Regions from separate parts of the Anas platyrhynchos genome. Here region 2 is linked to region 1. The links are chromatin contacts, called in public Hi-C maps. All regions are on one chromosome and are shown on one strand. Each heading gives the region's core, a stretch centred on a gene start, on an enhancer-like site or on the middle of the called end of the contact. The rest is flanking DNA. Distances are from core to core; before and after follow the strand shown.

Evidence for each region. Hi-C and Micro-C count contacts between places; a contact is called where the count stands out from the background.
Region 2: a Hi-C map of skeletal muscle shows a contact between it and region 1, with 3 times the contacts expected there. The contact joins the enhancer-like site here to the promoter of CTSB in region 1. A contact is called at or near these places in 4 of 8 Hi-C or Micro-C datasets (liver, skeletal muscle and subcutaneous adipose tissue).

What each region holds. Positions count from the first base shown.
Region 1 is chr3:117,419,275-117,421,974 of IASCAAS_PekinDuck_T2T, reverse strand. It overlaps CTSB (cathepsin B), which reads right to left and starts at 1,365. Exons shown (of 10, transcript XM_072036558.1): 1 at 1,204-1,365.
Region 2 is chr3:117,454,091-117,456,790 of IASCAAS_PekinDuck_T2T, reverse strand. It overlaps GATA4 (GATA binding protein 4), which reads left to right. Exons shown (of 7, transcript XM_072036557.1): 5 at 334-421; 6 at 689-831; 7 at 1,930-2,700. The coding sequence ends at 2,112. Among named protein-coding and RNA genes, the nearest start is that of NEIL2, 4.8 kb to the right of the region's middle. Within about 2 kb of position 1,365, at least 3 of the 8 cell types and tissues checked have an H3K27ac peak or open chromatin away from gene starts, as enhancers often do. A contact at or near this core is called in subcutaneous adipose tissue, where this site is marked.

The sequences.
Region 1 (2,700 bases), core at 116-2,615:
CGGAGCCAGGCAGGGTCACACAGAGGATGCTGAGCAAACACCTCCACCGCAGCGCCCCACCGCAAAGGTCTTCTCGCCCCCAAGATCTGCGCGTCAGTCCCATCTCGGCGGGCATTTCCCCGCCCTCCTGGCTCAGTCAGAACAGAAACCACACCAAAACAGGCTGCTGGAGCCAGCACCCACTTCGGGCAGCTCAGGCCCTGAGATAAGTCAGAGCCCTGAAGCACCTCGTCTCGCCCCGAGCCCTCCGGGCATCTAGGGTGGCACCCGCCCTTATCCAAGGGGGTGAGGAAGATAAAAGCTGGCCCACCCCTTACAGCTGTGATACCCCCCAGCCCTCGGGGGCAGGAGGTGCTGAGCAAAGCCCTGGTCATGCGCTTTCCTCCAGCCTTTTGCCCCAAATGAGCTTTGTCCTTTGTTCTGGAGCCACAACAAAGCTGAGGGTCGGGACACGGAGCTGGCCAGCCCAGCTGGGTGAGCTTGGTGGCCCTGGGGCAGGCACCAGCCCCGTGGCGTGGTGACTCCATTCCACCTATGACTGCGTTAGGAGAATTGGATTTGGTTTTCGGCCTTTTTTGGGGGGGAAAAAAAATAATATATATATATATATATATATATATATATATATATATATATATATATATAATGCGTCAGCCGCTCATCCCCACACCCAGCCCTTCCCAGGAAAGCCGAGCCGCTGGCACAGGCTGGATACCTGGCCAAATGGGAAGGGCAGCTTGATGCAAGCAGCCACGCTCACCTCTCCATCCCAAAGCCATGGGATGGGCGAGGGTCCCCCTAAATGGCCACCCTCATCCCCATCCCAATCCTTGTCCCCATCCCCATCTCCGTCCCCATCCCCAGCCCCGTCCCCATTTTCCGTCCCCATCCCCAGCAAGGCAAACATCGCAGGACATTCCCCATCGCCCTTCAGCCAAAACCCCCTCACCTTCTGCTCACCTGTTAGGAAATCAGGAAATCGGGGCGTCCTCCCCCTCCCTACCCCCCCTGCCCTTCCCCTGCCCTTCCCCCTTGCGCCAGCATCCCTCCGGAACCCCCAGCCCCAAAACCAAGCTGGAAAAACAAGCGCAGCTGCCAGCCCTGCCCCTGAATCCGCTGAAAACCCTCAGCACGGAGCCCCCCAAAGCCCCCCAAAGGCTGAACCCGTCCCTTCCCCGTGTCCTTCCCCCCCCAGGTCCTCACCGTCCCCTGTTGCGCTCCCGCTGCTCGCCCCGGCCCCGCTGCGCGAAGGGGCAGCTCCGGGCGGCTGAGTCACGGGCAGGCGGCTCCTTCTCTGCCCCTGCCCCTTTTGCCAGCCCCTGCCCCTTTCCCTGCCCCTTTCCCCTTCCCTGCCCGCCCACTGCTGCTCCCCGCCTCCGCTCCCCCGTGCGCCCTTCCTGCAGGCTGCTCTCCTCCTCTTCCTCCTCCTCCTCCTGCTCCTCCTCTTTCTCCTCCTCCTCCTCCTCCTCCGGCCCTCCTCCACCCTGCCTCCAACCCATCTTCATCCAAGCCGTTTCTCACCCCCATCCTGCCTAATTCCCTCCTCCAACCTTCCCAATTCCCTTCTGCAGCCTGCCTGCGACCTCTTCTCCTGCCTCCATCCCTTTCGCTTTCCTCCTCCGTCCTGCTTCCATCCAACCTGCTTCCCTCCTCCATCCCACCTCCATATCACCTCTATTCCACCTCCTTCCCATCCTCTTCTCACTGCCATCCCACCTCCATCCCACCTCCATCCCACCTCCATATCACCTCCATCCTATCTCCATCCCACCTCCATCCTATCTCCACGTATAAAACACACATACATACATTTTTCTCAGCCCTCTCTGGGAGAAAGTGGGGATACAACAAATTCCCCGCGAGCAGGAGCAGGGAGCAGATGCTCAGCCCTGCACACACCGCAGGACGGATGCCACGAGCTTGGCAATAAACTGCAATACACCAACAACTTCTCCAATAAACACTGCACAAACAATGGGGCATGTCCTTAAGTGTGTTTATGCTTCAATACACTGTGGGCAAAGGCCCTTGGACCAGCAGCTTCCTTTCAATATAATCTTTAACCAGCAAAGCCAGCCTTGGCCGTGTTTTTCTCCGTGCTTTGGAAGTGAAAATCATCGCCAAAAAGCAAATAAATCCCTCGTGGCCTGCCCACGCTCAGACTCTCCTCACACAGCAATCCTGGCACGGTCCTTGGTTGCTTTTGCAGATATTTCCTGGCTTATTTATTTTGCCTTGCTCTGGGGTCTTTGGGCTCTCCTTTTTGATCCTCCCAGAGCAGCCACTTGGTTTTTGGCAAATGTTTCGTTGTCTTTTTCAAGAACTGAAAGCACAAAGTAGGGCTTTGCATGGGGAGCTGGCCTCTCCTCTGAGGAAGTGATGAAGTCGCCGTTCCTTTTTTTCAGTCCATTTGGGCAGCAGAAATGTCCATTTTTGAGGTGGGTTCTTTTGGTAAACGAAACTGAATCCAGCCCAGAAAGGTTCTCAATTAGAGATGCTTTCCAAGGAGCCTATAAATCCTTCATGTGCCCAAATCAGGCAGGGAAGAAAACATCATTATTATTATTATTATTATTATTATTATTATTATTATTATTATTATTATTATTATTATTATTATTATTATTATCTTGCTCTTGCAGGGCTTTTTAGAATATCAGAGAAAAAGATGTTTGCTCTGGTTGTGGCAAGCTTCAGCCT
Region 2 (2,700 bases), core at 116-2,615, 35 kb before region 1:
TGCAGTAGTTTTCCAGAAAATAAGCATTGTCCAGAAAGACAGCTTCAGCTCTGAGTTCAACAAGAAAGTAAACCAGATGGGCTGCTGCTCCCTTCTGGCCTTAAAACAATCTCTCAGTACCTATGTTGTAAAAACCCATCTAGTCCCACCTTGTAGCTTTGACATCTCTCTTCACACAGCGGTGTTGACCTGTGACTTTGGGTTCTGTTTTGTTGTTGTTTGCTATTAAATCAGATAATTTTTCATGGGGTCAATGAGGTAGAGCTGGAACCGTGTTCTACATGACCATATGGAGATACAGAAACCAACGTGCTTTTATATTTGGGTCCACAGGTTCCACGGCCTTTAGCGATGAGAAAAGAGGGCATTCAAACAAGGAAGCGTAAGCCGAAGAACCTTAACAAAACAAAGACGCCAGCAGGTAAGTGCTGAACAAGGGAGTTTATTGCATCTATGCATGTGTGCTTGTGCTTCTGGCCATTTGGATTTATGTCCCAAGTCCAACACCCAATCACTAAATGGGCTGTGTCTTAAAAATGGGGAATGTCTGAATGCTTTTCAGCAGTAACAAAGCCTTTTCTGTTATTTTTTTAACCATTTTTTTAAACTTTGGGTGGGTGGGTGGGTACAGATCTGCACTGCTCTAGGTCCTCGGGAAGAGCCTGGCTTACCCCTCACTTTCTCACAGGTCCGTCCAGCAGTGAGAGTCTTACCCCGACCACCAGCTCCACCAGTAGCAGCAGCAGTGCCACGACCACCGAGGAAATGCGCCCCATAAAAACAGAACCAGAGCTCTCATCTCACTACGGGCACCCCAGCCCCATTTCTCAGGTACGCAGGGTGGTGGGACAGAGTGGGGAACTAGGATGGGAGAAATGGTGAGGGGAGTATCCTCAAAACCTCCTCTATAGTAAAAGGTTTCCTCTTTTCAAGCCAGGGGTCTAGGGTTTCACAGCTGGAGATCAATTCTTGGGGACAGGGTAAAAAACACACGTTTTTGTCATCGTGTTTAGCGCACTGTGGCTTTTTAATGACATGTAGCAGTTCTGAATGGACAACAAGAGGTAGCAGCCTTGATGAAAAAATGAGATTCCTTCTAGTTGGGCAGCTGTATGGGCAAGAAAATTTCCCTGTATATGACTCTATTTGATTTGTCTTGAGCAAGGAAAAACTTGGCAATACTCTACTTCATCTACACTTGCTGGCTGTGTGTTGAACGATATGAGAAATGCAGCATGAAAATAAACTCACGTAGCCCAAATTTAAGTCCCTGTGAAGGTAAAGCGAGCCAGCGTGATGGCAGAGAGCTGCAGGGTGAGCGGGTGCTGTGTGCCACATCCACCGCTAGATGTCTTGGGACGAGCCCTTCCTTCAGCAAGGAGTGCGTCCTGCTGAGCAGCACCCGCAGCTGGGAGCTGATCCTTGCGGGGTTTAATAACTGTGCCTTGGTTGAGGGTTCCCATGGCACAGCACAGCTAAGAGACAGTGGTGTGTGGTAGTTGCTTCCCCCTTGGGTTCATACGGGGAGCTGCAGTGTTTAAACAAAATGGGGAAAAAAAAAAAAAGGCATTGTTGGGCTGGGCTGATCCTGCACCTGCAACGCTTTGCGGCGCTGTTGTTGTGTGTCCTGCAGTCCACAGGAGGGCATTTGTAAGCTAGGAGTGCCCGAAGCCGATGAAATCTCAAGCCTTGGGGGGTAAAATGATCGTTTTTCTGTCATTTAGAAGAGAACGCTATGTCCCATGTGCAGAAATAGTAAAGAGCAGGGTCTAGAAAAAGGAAAGCCCAAAGCATCACATCTAAGCTTCAAACTCTAGCAAATCCTCATATGTGTTATTAATGTGGCACCAGCCCTACATACAGAGAATCACAGGGTCCTCAATGTTTTTTTGTTTGTTTGTTGTTTACGGGATTTTCCTTTTCCCGTAGGCATTCTCAGTCTCTGCCATGTCTGGACACGGATCTTCAATTCACCCTGCGATTTCAGCCCTGAAGCTTTCCCCGCAGGCTTACCAGTCAGCCATCAGCCAGTCTCCGCAAACCAGCTCCAAACAGGACTCCTGGAACAGCCTGGTCTTAGCCGAAAACCATGGGGACATCATTACTGCATAACCTGGTCTTCCACCCAGAGACTTCAGGCTGACCAGCTCGAGAGACGAAGAAGATGCCACGTAATAATCAAGTCAATGTTGTTTCCCACCTCCCCTGCTCTCCTGCCTTCTCTCCCCTTTCGAGATGTTCCAGCAAAGAGGTAAAGAGGACTTCTTTGAGGTGTATTAGAGCTCTTACAAAAGAAACCAAGACTCAAATCTCAAAGTAACTAATGGATTTGAAGCCTTTCCCCCCCTTTCAACAAGCCTCTCTTTGTTAGATTGTCACCACCTTCTACGAAATAGTCAGAAACACAAGGATGGACAAAGGTTTGGGGTTTTATTTAAAAACGTTTGCCATTTGAGACTTAGACAATGGTGGCACAGTGACTTTTTTTTTTTCTTCTGTCACCATCCATTTGTTTCCCGGCCAGAGGAAATGCCGTCACCTTCTCATGACCGAAATTCAGTGATCTTCCACCAAATGGAGCCAGATTCAGGACAGTTTGGTGAACAGACTCCAGGAGACATGCTGTGGTGTTTTTAGTGGACTCGATATGAAAAAAAAAAAAAGCCCCCTTCCTCATCCTCACCTCACGTGCCTAGAGCA